Regions from separate parts of the Sus scrofa genome. Here regions 2 and 3 are each linked to region 1. The links are chromatin contacts, called in public HiChIP or PLAC-seq maps. All regions are on one chromosome and are shown on one strand. Each heading gives the region's core, a stretch centred on a gene start, on an enhancer-like site or on the middle of the called end of the contact. The rest is flanking DNA. Distances are from core to core; before and after follow the strand shown. Region 1 holds the start of IDH2 (isocitrate dehydrogenase (NADP(+)) 2, mitochondrial). Region 2 holds the start of VPS33B (vacuolar protein sorting-associated protein 33B). Region 3 holds the start of ARPIN (actin-related protein 2/3 complex inhibitor).

Region 1 (4,662 bases), core at 1,124-3,623:
AACAACAACAAACAAAAATTCCAAACAGGGAGTTCGCTTTGTGCTCAGTGGAAATGAATCCAACCAGTATCCATGAGGATGCGGTTTTGATCCCTGGCCTCACTCTGTTGGTTAAGGATCCTGCATTGCTGTGGCTGTGGTGTAGGTCAGCAGCTGCAGTTCCGACTCGGCACCCAGCCTGGGAACTTTCATATGCTGCGGGTGCAGCCCTAAAAGGAAAAAGAATTCCAAACAAGTGCACTAGTTTCTCTTCTTTCTCTTGAAAAGAGCGATGGACTGTGCATCAGGGTATGAGAGTTCTGCTGCTTCCCAACTGTGTGACTTTGAGCAAGTGTCTTAACCTGTCTGAGCTAATGAAGCTCACACCAACTGCCTCACCAAAAATATAGTGTATGGGGAAGGCTAGCAAGGAGCTGGAGCCCTGGGAGGCAGTCAGTGAGAGCAGTTTTATCTGAAGATTTTGCCTTGCCCGCCCTGGTCTCCTGCTGTGCTTGCAAAGGACACATGCGCTCCCACTCTGATCTCTCTGCAGGTAAGGGCCAGATTCTGGAACACACTGAGGCTTTAGGATTGCCTCTTGCCAGGCTTCTGACACCCTGGTTCACCTTAGAGAGGAACAGATGAGCCCCTGGGGTGGAGAGCAATTTCTCTCCTTCTTCTTTTTTTTTGTCCTTTTTACGGCTGCACCTGCAGCTTATAGATGTTCCTAGGCCAGGGGTTGAGTTAGAGCTGCAGCCGCAGGCCTACTTCACAGCCACAGCAACACTGGATCTGAACTGCATCTGCAAACTACGCCTCAGCTTGCGGCAACTCCAGATCCTTAACCTGCTGAGCGAGGCCAGGGGCAGAACCCACATCTTCTCAGAGACTATGTTGCATCCTTAACCTGCTAAGTGAGCCACAGTGGGAAGTCTGACAGCAACTTCTTTATGACTGTTTCGGAAGTGGCAGTATAGGGAGTATGTATAGGACATACATAACAGAATCTGATTGTTTGCGCTAGAAGGATCCTCAGAGGTTATTCTCCCAGTTTACAGGTGTAGACACTGAGGCCCTGGTACCTGATAATATCAGGATGGCATGAAAGCCAAATACCAGAGGCTTCCATGGTCTCCACTTGTGTTTTGAGCAAGAGAAGTGGGAACAGAATGAAAGGGATAATGGGTTATTCTAGGACACACTGGCTCAAGGTCAGGCCTTTGACTGAGGCCTCAGACTTTGGAGGGCTCCAAAACAGCCTTCTCTTGGACCCAGTCTACCAGATCTCCAGGCAAAGCAGTAGCTCTGCCTGGTTGAGACAGAGAGAAGGAAGCTTTGAAGTCAGTAACTCAGGGTCACTTGTCTGGCCTGGCTCCATCTGGCAATGTTGACTCTGAGGCAGTGAAGAGGAGAGCTGGGAACACAGGACAGAAAGAGGTGGCTAGTATTTGAGTGAGTTGGTGTGGCTGGCAAAGTGTGTGTGTGTGTTGGGGGCAGGGGCTAGGGTCAGAGTTTTACTAAATAAAACCCAGTCCAGCTGGTATGTCTCATTTCAAGAAAATGGGTGAAGAGAGAAAGACTTTGGTTGTTTATGGCAAAACCAATCAGTACTGTCTTTTGCATGAAAGCAGACAAAAATGGAACTGTTTGCTTTAGTTTATTCAGCCCAGGCTGCCAGAGTACTGTCTGATAAGCATCAGTGATTGTCCTTGAGCACCGGGTGTGACCCAAGCCTTTACCATTATTTCACCCAAGCCTCTTGGCAGCCCTGTTACTGTTAAAGCTACCGTTTTGGAGGGGAGGAAACAGGCTCTGGCTATGCTGAATGACTTTGAGGACTACCAGCTTGACATTTTGGGGAGAAGTAGTAGTTTTTCAATTCTTGACTAGGGTCAGTTTACATAACACGTGGAGGGGACAGGAGAATCTGAGAGCGAATCTGAGGAGACCCGAGGTGCCCAAGGCCTTGGTTTAGGAACGCGGAACGCGCCCTGCTTAATGCGCCTTGGAGTTTCAGCCCAGCCCACGCGAAGGATGCAGGAGCTTGCTCGATTTGCCTTTTTGGGTTTAAGCTGATGTGTCAGCAAGTGACACCCTGGTTTAAATAGGGCATCCTGGAGAGAAGTGTTTTCCTCCCTAACGGCTTCCCTAATCCTCCAGCTCCCACTGCCGCTCGAAGGTCCCGGTGGGTTTTACACCCGTCTCTTTCCAGTCGAGCTGAGCTAGCTTCCCGCGTCGCTCAGGGAAGCGCGGGCTAGGCGCGGGGGCGGGGTCCGGGCTGAGGCAGGGCCAGAGGAGGAGTTCTGCCCGGCATGGCCCCGCCTCTTCCCGAAGAGGTCCAATAGGGTGGTGGGCCCCGGAAGCCCCGCCCGGCCCGGCCCGGCCCGGCCCGCGCGACCCGCGCCTGGCAGGCCTCGGCAGCCCGCCACCAGCCAGCCGGGAGCAGCGGCCGGCGCTCGGATCTCGCTCGCCCCTGTTCGTCCGTCCGCGCGCGCCTGCCAGCCAGCCAGCCTGCCCGCCCGCCCGCCCGCCTGTCTGCTCGGGATGGCTGGTTACCTGCGAGTCGTACGCTCGCTCTGCCGAGCTTCCGGCTCCGGGCCGGCCTGGGCGCCGGCAGCCTTGACAGCCCCCAACTTGCAAGAGCAGCCGCGGCGCCACTGTGAGTGCCACGAGGAGGGTCCGGGCGGGGTGCGCGCCCGGCACCGCGACGTGGCGGCCTTCCGGGCGGGGACCAGCGAGCGCCACCTGGGAAGCTCGCGGGCCGGGTACGGCGGGACAGGGCACAAAAGAGCAGGAGGACGGAGATGTGCTTCCCTGCCCCTCCTTCCAGGCCGTGCCAGGCGCAGGGGTGGGGACTTGAACGAAGGGGGCAACTGGTGGCCCGGGCGATACCAGCCCTGCTATCCCGCGCCCCTAAAAATTCCTGTAGGAGGTGCTGGGGGGTGTCCGGGGCTCGGAGGGTATCCTGCCGGTTCTGCGCCCCTGGAGGGAGACAAAGCAACCGAGTGGGGGCCGGAGCGCCCGGCCCGCTTTCCCCGCGAGAGGGAGGGTCGCGCGCGGTCCCTGCTCAGACAAAGGAGGGGAGAGAAGGGGCATCCACTTCCCTTCCTTCTCAGCCAGGCACTTAGTAATCCCTCCTCAATGTCAGGCCCTCGTCTGCTATTTTTGGAGCCTTTTACGTGACAGCTGGAGGAGTGTCCTTTTAATTTTCCCCTTTTGTTTGGACGCCCCTCCTTCTCCTTCAACGCACTTGAAGCTCCATCCTGGGGCCTCTCCTTGGCTTGACCTGCCTCTTCTCGCTAGCCAGCTCCTGCGGCGCCTGTGCTGCTGGTTGGCCCTGCCGGCTCTCCCGACAGGGAGCCCTGGCGGCCGAGCCAAAATGTCACCTTCCCAATCTTTCGTCACAGCTTCTGTGGTACTCTTAGTCCTCTGCTTGGAGAGAAGACGGCAGGCTTAGTGAGCAGGTCATAATAAGCAGGACTTAGCCTGAACTTCCATTACCAAGGCAGGGCTACGCGGTTTGGCAGGTGGGCATCGATCTGCGCCCTGGCTCTCCATCGCTGGCTACAAAAGACAGGGAACAATGTGGATCCTTTAGGTCTAATGACCGTTGTCATGGAAACCCCTATCCTGTCCTGGCCAACAACCCCTTGGAGTGAGGAAGAGGGAGTGGTGTGCAGGCAGTTTGGTCTTACTGCTAGAAGTAGGTAATCTTTAACCTAGTGTGGGAGCAGCTGACAGGAGCTGGGAGGGGAGGGGAGGGGGGAGAGAAGAGCTCAGGCCCTGGCACCCCTGCTTCCCCTTTCAAGGAGAAAGGGGGCATTTCTGCTTTTATACTTATGGGATTTGTCTCTAAGGGGTCAGCCTGGCAAGTCCAAGGTTCCAAGTGTCCCCAGGCCTCAAACAAAATTTCCCATATGGCACCACCTTCAGCAAAATATGGTGGAAATTAGCTACATTTTCCCAATTCTTTTTTCTGCATGGATGGTGAAAAAAGAAACCAAAACCTCCATACGAATAAGAAAACAAAGCCCCTTTGGGGGCCTGAATTTTAGTACCAGATAAAAGAGCAGTCAGTTGCAGGTTCTAGAAGCCTCCCACCCCTAAGTGGGATTGGTTACTAATGAACTGCTTGGTTTTTGAGTTGTACGTGCAACTGTGCAATTGTGACCTCTGCTAGCTTGTTACTTGGCAACAGTGCTAGAGACAGAATACTTGGCATTTCCCTTGAAGACAAGGAAAGAATACACTTTGGCTAAAATACCCTTATGTTTTTGCTACTGGGTCATTCCCACCATGTTTTGCAACTCCTAGGCCTCCAGCAACTGCTGTTGGTGGTTCTGATAAGTCAGTCTGGGGAGGTGTGGTTGACTTGTTCCAGCTGCTCAGTGGAAGAATTACTTACCTAGCTTTCCTTTGCTCAACTCCTAGCCTGGAAACTTCTTAATTTTCTCATCCTGTCCCTTAACTGTTTAGATCTTGGTGACTTGTCTGCACTCTTAGATTCCAGAGGAAATTATTTAATTGTTCAGAATTTTGCAGACCCACCGGTAGAGTTCTTAGGTATTCCCCACTGAGCCTTATTTTAGCCACATCAGATAAGACCACAGCTATCCCATCAGAGAGCTGTGTTGGGTGGTTGTGTTTAGGCCCAGTGATAGATTTTGAGGAAGAGTCTGGAAA
Region 2 (4,107 bases), core at 1,342-3,841, 170 kb before region 1:
CTCTAACCAGCATCTCCTTTCAATTTCTCAGACCATTGGGGTCTTTCATGTGCCAATCATTGTGCTACCACTACAGGACACATTACAGAGAAATAAAATACGCACCTCCTCCCCCTCCCCCGCCACCGAGGTTCTCTGAGGTTCTTCACCCCACTGCAACCCTACATGTCTTTTCTTTTTTGTGTGTGTGGGCTTTTTTGTCTTTTTAGGGATGCACCCGAAGCATATGTAAGTTTCCAGGCTAGGGATTGAACTGGAGCTATAGCTGCCAGCCTACACCACAGCCACAGCAACGCCAGGTCCAAGCCTCGTTCGAAAGACCTATGCCACAGCTTGCAGCAATGCTGGATCCTTAACCCACTGAGCGAGGCCAGGGATCAAACCCGCATCCTCTTGGATGCTAGTTGGGTTCTTAACCCACTGAGCCACAGCAGGAGCTCACCCTACACTTGTATCTGCAGGATATTACAAGCAGGATTTCCTACTAGTATCTTAACCTCAACCTACCCGAACTTGAACACATCAACTTCCCCCACCAAAGCCATTCCTCTTTCTAATTTTTTTTCTCATTTCCATTCAATGGTTATACGATAATTTTTTTTTTTTCCCTAGGGCCACACCCACGGCACAGGGAGGTTCCTAGGCTAGGGGTCAAATCAGAGCTGTAGCCGCTGGCCTACACCACAGCCACAGCAACACGGGATCTGAGCCGCATCTGCAATGCCAGATCCTTAACCCACTGAGCAATGCCAAGGACTGAACTCACAACCTCATGGTTCCTAGTCGGATTCGTTAACCACTGAGCCATGATGGGAACTCCATGTGATAAATATTTATTAAGCACATGCTTAGTGTCTGTCTCTAAGTTAGGTACTCACTGGGTATACGGTGTTGGACAAAATAGGTATATCCCTGTCCTCAAGGACCTTCCAATCTAGCAGAAAATACAAACATTAAACAAATGACTATATATGTCATCCATTACAATTACAGTAACAGCATTATTTTCCTATTAACTCAAGTTAAAAATCTCAAACTCAGTTTTGCTTCTTCCTGATTCTTTTACAACTAATTGATAAGTCTTTGAGTCTTCTTTCACCATGACTTAAAAATCTATCAACTTTCTTTCACTTTCACTGCCATCAATTTTGTGTGCACCTTTATTACTTCAATCTGATCTATGTTCTCCTAACTGGCCTTCTTGTTTCTTATTTACTCAACTTCACACATGGCTATTAGAAACATCTTCAAGTATTGTTTCATGCCACATGTGGAAGTAAGAAAATTTTTTTGTTTTTGTTTTTTGCTTTTAGGGCCAAATGTGCAGCATAAGGAAGTTCCCAGGATAGGGATCAAATTGGAGCTACAGATGCCCACCAGCTGACACCACAGCCACAGAAACTTGGGATCCAAGCCAGGTGTGTGACCTACATCACAGCTCACAGCAATGCCAGATCCTTAACCCACTGAGCGAGGCCAGGGATCGAACCCACGTCCTCAGGGATACTAGTCTAGTCGGATTTGTTACCACTGAGCCACAAAGGGAATGCATGGGAGGAAAACTCTTTAATGGCTGCCTAATACCTACTGTGTAACTTCTGATCACCCTCTTACCTGTTGCAGGACTTATCCTTCCCTGGTTCCTCAACTTTCCTGCAGGTCCTTCTGCCTGGAACATCCTCTCCCATCTCCAAGGAAAATACGCTTATCTTCACACTCCAGCTCTTTGAAATTCCTAGATCACTCTAGCTAGAAATGATTGTTTCAGGCACCCTAGCTAGCACTTATTTACCACACATATTCTCTATGTAGTATTTTGTGTCATATGCTCCCACTGAAGTGTAAGATCCCTAAGGACAGAGATGTCACAACCATCTTTCCATTCCCATTGATGCCTGGCACTAGTGGCGTCTCCCTTGCCTGTTTGGGTAGGGGGTAGGGGGTGGGGGAAGGCTGGCCAGGTCACCCCACGGAGCTCTCACTGCCCTGATTTTTCTCCTGGTGCTTCATTTTGGACCTGCTCCAGAAGCTCCAAGGACAATACCAAGGGACAAGAGCACGCTCAAAGGAACTCAGTTAAGAAAGAACTATGCACCCAGTGAATGCTAACCTGCTGATACAGTAAAGGCCCCGGAGTGGCGGGCACTGACCTGCTCCAGCAGATAGATGAGCTGGTCTCGGGCCAGTCTCTTGAGCATGGAGAAGTCAGGCAGCTCTGGCGCGTCCGGCCGATGGGGAAAAGCCATGGCGCCGGTCACCTGAGCTGCAGGTGGAAGGAGGAGGAGGACCTCCGATCTGAGAAGGCCGGCAGCAGCCCAGGGTCCACGCAGGACGCCTCTTCTGTAGGGACCAGCACGGACTTCCAAAGGGCCCCTGACGGGGCCCTCGCTCTTCAACCACACGTGGGGAATGAATGGCGACCTCTTGCCCAGGCAGCCGCAGCCTCGGGGGACCTAGTCTCAGGCCCGTAGCCAAAGGGTTCCGCCCCGCCCCTCCCGGTCCACCTGGCTCAGCAGCATTCGGGGCTACACCCGCAAAGCTACCCGCCTCCTGCCGGAGAGAGCGAGAGAGGCGACTTCCTGGCCGTCCCGGAAGTCCCGAGCGCCCGCCTGTCGCTTAGCTTATTCAGAAAGGACGGCATCCTAGGAGGGACATTTGAAAACGAGCGCAACGCGTCCATGTGGCTGTCCAATTCCTGACCAGAGGCGATAAAAGGAGTATACCTTAAACTAACTTCTAAGGGTACATCCAGTTCTCCCGGCTCACTCAAGCAAACGTTGGGCACTTGCTCGATTTTCAGAATTTCGTGAAATGGGCGAAACCAACTCGGAATCCGAAGGGCACTGTGAGCCCTGGGGATTTTGGCTGTCAATCAAATCTACAACACAAATTTAGCTGAGAACTGGGCGGTCTCCTTTCTTCCAAACCGCTACAGGTGAGAGGCGTGGAAATTGCGGGCGGGTGTGAGGGGAGAGAAGAGAAACGCTTTTGGAGCCAATGGAAGCTGTCTCGCCAGCTGTGACCCTTCAATACCGGAGTTTTGACTTATTAATGCCCTTCGTGGGAAAATGGATAAAACGGTGGTATATTCATACAAAAATAACTAAGTGAAAGTAGCCAGACTCAGAGTGGCATCTGTATGCCATTTATATCAGGGTGGGGTTTTTGTCTTTTTAGGGCTGCACCGCAGCAAATGGAAGTGCCCAGGCTAGGGTCTAATTGGGGCTGCAGCTGCCCGCTTACACCACAGCCATATCCGACCCTCATTGGCGACATACACCGCAGCTTACCGCAACGCGGGATCCTTAACCCACTGCGCAGGCCAGGGATTGAACCAGTATCCTCATGGATACTAGTTGGGTTCTTAACCACTAAGCCATAATGGCAACTTCTATATCAGGTTCTTGAACACGAAACACTATACCGAAAAAAAATTTCAGAAAAGCTACAAAAATTGGGAAGAAAATTAGGGAATTTTCAGGAGTGATGGTAAATCTCTATATGTATATTTACCTTCTTAAAAAAAAAACTAAACTTACAAGATATTATAATGGACAGATCTGGCTGACAATACTTGTACTTACTAATCAGCTGTAACATCACATCATCATCTCCTGGTGAGATACATAGGAAATAGAAAGCATCACCTGTTGCCAAAAGCCAAAACTGATCAAGCTTCAGGATCTAAACTACCAGCTCATAGGAAACAGAGGTTAGTAGGAACATGATAAAAGACATCAGGAGTTCCCACTCTGACGCAGTAGGTTAAGAATTGGACTGCAGAGGCTCTGGTCATTGCAGAAGCTCGGGTTTGATTTCTGGGCTGGAGCAGTGGGTTAAAAGGATCCGGTGTTGGGGAAGTTCCATATGGCACAGGTGGGGCCATTAAAATAAAAAAAAAAATTTAATAAAGCTCATCTAGTATTTATTGAGCTTCCTCCCAGCCCTTCCCCTTAGTTAGATCAGAATCTCAGCTGCACAGAGGTAGAAGCTGCTCTTGGCAGATGAGTGACACATATATACCCTCCAGGTCATACAGTTTGCCAGACTCTTGAGCATGGCCCCAAGAATGCTGTGAGGTGCCCATTCCACTCACTTTCTCTCCAG
Region 3 (4,708 bases), core at 1,929-4,428, 190 kb after region 1:
GCTGGTGCCTGATCTGCCCACTATGCTGATGGGGTGAGTCAGAGTCTGGTAAGCAGGAGATTATTGTTTTGTTTTGTTTCGCTTTGCTTTGCTTTTTAGGGTTGTATCTGCAGCACATGGAAGTTCCCAAGCTAGCGGTCGCATCAGAGCTGTAGCCACTGGCCTACACCACAGCCCCATCAACACCAGATCTGAGCTGGGCCTGCAACCTACAGCTCACAGCAACGCCAGATCCCTATCCTACTGAGTGGGGGCAGGGATCGAATCTGTGTCCTCAAGAATACTAGTCAGGTGTGTTACCTGAGCCACAACAGCAACTCCAGATTACTCTTCTGAAGAAAGGATTTAGAGCAGTATTGTCTGATAGAACTCTCTGCGATGATGAAAAGCTTCTGTGTGGGTCCTGGCCAGAATGGTAGCCACTGCCCACATGTTGCTAGCTATTGAGTTTTGAAATGTGTCTAGTGAGACTGAAGAATTGAATTTTAAATTTTGTTTAGGTTTAATTCAAATTTTAATAGTCACCTATAACTAGGGGCTGCCATAAAAGGCGGTAAAGATTTGGAGCCCTTTGAAGGGGAAGATGATACAGAAGGGGGAGGAGGAAGAGGTGTGCCTGCCTGTGGCTGGGACCAGGATTTTTTGGTTTGTTTTTCATCTGCGGCATATGAAGTTTCCAGGCCAGGGGTCGAATCTGAGCTGCAGCTGCCAGCCTAAACCACAGCCACAGCAAAGGCAGATCCAAGCTGCATCTTCGACCCATGCCACAGCTCAGGTTTGACTATAACCTCCCCATTGCTCTCCCTCACCCCCAGCCCCCGCCACCACCCCCGGCAAGGCCCTGGCAGCCACAGTTATACTCTCTGCTTCTATGAGTTTGAATTTTTTTTTTTTGTCTTTTGTCTTTTTTGGGCCGCACCCCTGGCATATGGAGGTCCCCAGGCTAGGGGTCAAATCGGAGCTGTAGCTACTGGTCTATACCACAGCCACAGCAACATGAGATTTGAGCCTCATCTTCGACCTAGACCACAGCTCACACAATGCCAGATTCTTAACCCACTGAGGGAGGCCAGGGATCGAACTCGTGTCCTCATGGATACCAGTTGGGTTCTTTAACCACTGAGCCAGGACAGGAACTCTGAGTTTGAATATTTTAGATTCCTCATGCAGTGTTTGTCTTTCTTTGTCTGGCTTCTTTCACTTCCAAGTTCATCCATGTTGTTGCAAATGGCAGGGTCTCCTTTTTTTTAAGCCTAATACATTTTAAGCCTGATACAATATTCCATTGTATCCATATATCACATTTTCTTCTTCCATTCAACCTTCTTTCATTCATGAGGTTATGTCCATAACCTCATGGACATTAGGTTGCTTCCATATTTTGGCTATTGTGAATAATGCTGCAAGGAACATGGGAATGCAGATTACCCCTTTCTTTCCTTAATTTTTTTCTTTTTGCCTGCATCCACAGCAGGTTGAAGGTCTCAGTCTAGGGATCATCGAAACTGTACCACAGTTGCAGCCTCTGCCATAGCTGTGGCAAAACCAGATTCTTAACCTGCTGTACCACAAGAGAATTTCCTTTTTTTCCCCTGTTTTTTAAGGTTTTATTGTTGTTGATTTATAATGTTGTGATAATTCCTGCTGCACAGCAAAGTGATTCAGCTTTACATATACACATATCCATTCTTTTTCAGATTCGTTTCCCATATTGTAGATATCCTTTTGGTATCACAGATTTCAATTCCTTTGGACATAAACCCAGAAGTGAGACTGCTGGATCATTTGGTGGTTCTATATTTAATTTCTTGAGAAAATTGCATAGTGTTTACCACAGTGGCTGCACCAATTTATATTCCCATCAATGCTGTACAAGAATTCTCCTTTCTCCATATCCTTGCTAACTAACACTTATCTTTTGTCTTTTTTTTTGGCCAGGCCCACGGCATGTGGAAGTTCCCGGGCCAGGGATTGAACCTAGCCTGCTGCAGTGACAAGCCAGATCCTTAACTCACTGTGCCACAAGGGAACTCCTATCTTCTATCTTTTTGATAACCCATTCTAAGAGGTGGGGGGTGATATGTCATTGTGATTTTGGTTTGCATTCCCCTGATGATTGGTGACGCTGAGTAGCTTTTCATATAAATTTTGGGCATGCATATGTCTCCTTTGAAGAAATTTCTTTGCCCCCCCCCCTTATCTGGCTGTATCTGTGGCTTACAAAAGTTCCTGGGCCAAGGGTCCAACTCAAGCTGCTGCAGTGAAAACACTAGATCCTTAACCCACTGGGCCATAAGGAAACTCCATCTTTGCCCTCCTCCCTTTTTTTTTTTTTTTTTTTTTTTTGGTTTTGTTTTTTAGGGCCACACCTACTGCACATCGAGGTTCCCAGGCTAAGGGTTGAATCGGAGCTGTAGCTGCCGGCCTACACCACAGCCACTGCAACTCTGGATCTGAGCGGAGTTCAACCTACACCACAGCTCACGGCAACTCTGGATCCTTAACCCACTGAAAGAGGCCAGGGATGGAACTAGTGTCCTCATGGATACTAGTCAGATTCCTCTCCCCTGCGCCACAACAGTAACTCCCTAGAGTGAGCTTATTAAATCTTTACAACTCCTCTGACACTGACCCCATCTCATAGAGGAGGAGGCACGGGCTCAGAGAGGTTGAAGAACTTGTCCAAGCTCACCTGGCTGGGATTCTAACCATGGTAAGTCGCTGATCTGACATCTCAGCTCAGGCTCCTTTGCTACAGGTCCCCAGAGCTCTTCCCTCAGCCGCTCTGCGACCTCGCGCGTGGGGCGTAAAAAGAGCGACTCTGTGCTTAACCACTGCGCCGTCCCTGAGGGCTGTTCCCATTTTTCCGTTCCTGCTTCCTGGAATCCCATCCTTTCAGAGCTGACCGTACTAGCTCTCTTGGCCTCAATTTCCCTTGCGCGTGTGTGAGGCCTAGGTCTCCCTCTAGGAACAAGGAAGAGGGAGAGAACGAGAAGGGCGTGGCTCCACTCCCCGCCCTATCCCCACCCGCGGCAGAAGGCCAAGGCCGGGTCCCTGCAGGAGCCGGCCTCCCACCAAGCAAAGTCCCGCGGGCAGAAATGGAGCTCGGCCCCTTTAAATCCCGCGCGGGAACGCCCGCAGCCGCGCCGGACCCGGATCTGCGGCTGGGAATTGCCAGTCTCGGCGTGTGCTCCCTGCGCGGCTCCTCGCAGCGCCTTCCGCCCCGCGTGCCGGCTCAGTGCCCCGGGCCGCGAGGGCTCCGCGCCCGTGGGGAGAATGAGCCGCATCTACCACGACAGCGCCCTCCAGAACAAAGCGGTGCAGAGCGCGCGGCTGCCTGGGGCCTGGGACCCCGCCGCCCACCAGGGGTAGGCTCCGCCCGCATCTCCCTCCGCCTCCCGGGCCGGCCTGCGTCGGATCCCTAGGCTCCGCGTCGATCCCGGGCTCCCTGATTGGCAGGGGAAGGGGGGCGCCACCAAGATCGGGTACGGCTGGGAGGAAAGGCGGGGCTCACCGAAGGTCCCCTGGGCTCCAGACCGCTCTTCCCAGTGCTCCCCTCGGAGCGCACCCCTTAAGCCTTAAAACTCACAGAGGGTCGGTCCTGACTCCCAAACAGCGCTCATAAGACGGCGATTGCTTACCAACCTTTGTCTTTATCCCGCGCTGGCATATATCGGCTATAAACTTCACCACTTGCCCCTGCCTTGCCTTTAGGCCTTTTGCACACGGTGCACTCCGCTTCAGTAGGGACTGTGTGGTGCTGTGACCGGAACAGCGGGTGGGAGTTGGCCTGGGAGGGAGGGCCAGGCTTGCCTGGAGGCTTGAGTTGGATCCGGAGGGCCAGGCCCTACCATCACTGGCACGGAGAACAGAGAACGACTAGACCACTCCATTTGCAATTACAAATACAACTGAATGAAGGGATTAGCGGGATAGATAGGGGCGAGTGAGGTACTGGGAGTTTTAACTTTTCAGCCCCATCTCTTCACCTGCCCCACCCCTCTCCCATTTACGTGGTTCCAAAAAGGAAGTCCCCAGGTTCTGCTTTTGTGAGAATTAGGATTGGCAAGCCAGGGTCTGGTTCCCTTTAATGAGGGACTCTGATTTTTTTGTTTTGTTTTTTTGTTTGTTTTTTTAGGGCCTCTCCCACAGCATATGGAAATTCCCAGGCTAGGGGTTGAAGGGAGCTGCAACTGCAGACCTATGCCACAGCTACGGCAATGCCAGATCCTTAACCCATTGAGCAAGGCCAGGGATGGAACCCGAGACCTCAAGGATACTAGCAGGGTTTGTTAAGGCTGAGCCACGATGGGAACTCCTGGGACCCTCTGATCTTGGCCTAGTCACAAACCTTCTGAGTCTGGGTTTCCCCATTTCTAAAGTGGACATGAATGAGAGCGGGAGTGTGAAAGTGCTTTAGAAGTTCTCTTGTGCACAGAGGGTTAAGGACCCTGTGTTGTCACTGCAGCAGCTGTGGTCACTGCTCTGGTGTGGATGCCATCCCTGGCCTTCCATGGGAACTTCCATGTGCCACGAGGGCAGCCAAAAAATAAATTTTTTAAAAAGGAAGTGCTTTTTTTTTTTTTTTGGTCTTTTTGCCATTTCTTGGGCCACTCCTGTGGCATATGGAGGTTCCCAGGCTAGGGGTCTAATCGGAGCTGAGCTGCCAGCCTACGCCAGAGCTACAGCAACGTGGGATCCGAGCCGC

What was found. HiChIP or PLAC-seq counts read pairs in DNA pulled down with a chosen protein or histone mark.
Region 2: an H3K27ac HiChIP or PLAC-seq map of alveolar macrophages shows a contact between it and region 1. The contact joins the promoter of VPS33B here to the promoter of IDH2 in region 1. A contact is called at or near these places in 1 of 47 Hi-C or Micro-C datasets (liver) and 1 of 2 datasets of contacts at active chromatin or transcription factors (alveolar macrophages).
Region 3: a contact with region 1 is called in an H3K27ac HiChIP or PLAC-seq map of alveolar macrophages. The contact joins the promoter of ARPIN here to the promoter of IDH2 in region 1. A contact is called at or near these places in 1 of 5 promoter capture datasets (liver), 1 of 47 Hi-C or Micro-C datasets (heart right ventricle) and 1 of 2 datasets of contacts at active chromatin or transcription factors (alveolar macrophages).

Annotation. Positions count from the first base shown.
Region 1 is chr7:55,673,282-55,677,943 of Sscrofa11.1, reverse strand. It overlaps IDH2 (isocitrate dehydrogenase (NADP(+)) 2, mitochondrial), which reads left to right and starts at 2,373. Exons shown (of 11, transcript NM_001164007.1): 1 at 2,373-2,638. The coding sequence starts at 2,524.
Region 2 is chr7:55,839,096-55,843,202 of Sscrofa11.1, reverse strand. VPS33B (vacuolar protein sorting-associated protein 33B) reads right to left here and starts at 2,591. Exons shown (of 23, transcript XM_021098980.1): 1 at 2,151-2,591. The coding sequence starts at 2,246. LOC110261558 (a long non-coding RNA gene) reads left to right here and starts at 2,652. Exons shown (of 2, transcript XR_002345812.1): 1 at 2,652-2,935.
Region 3 is chr7:55,482,005-55,486,712 of Sscrofa11.1, reverse strand. ARPIN (actin-related protein 2/3 complex inhibitor) reads left to right here and starts at 3,178. Exons shown (of 6, transcript NM_001244544.1): 1 at 3,178-3,368. The coding sequence starts at 3,277.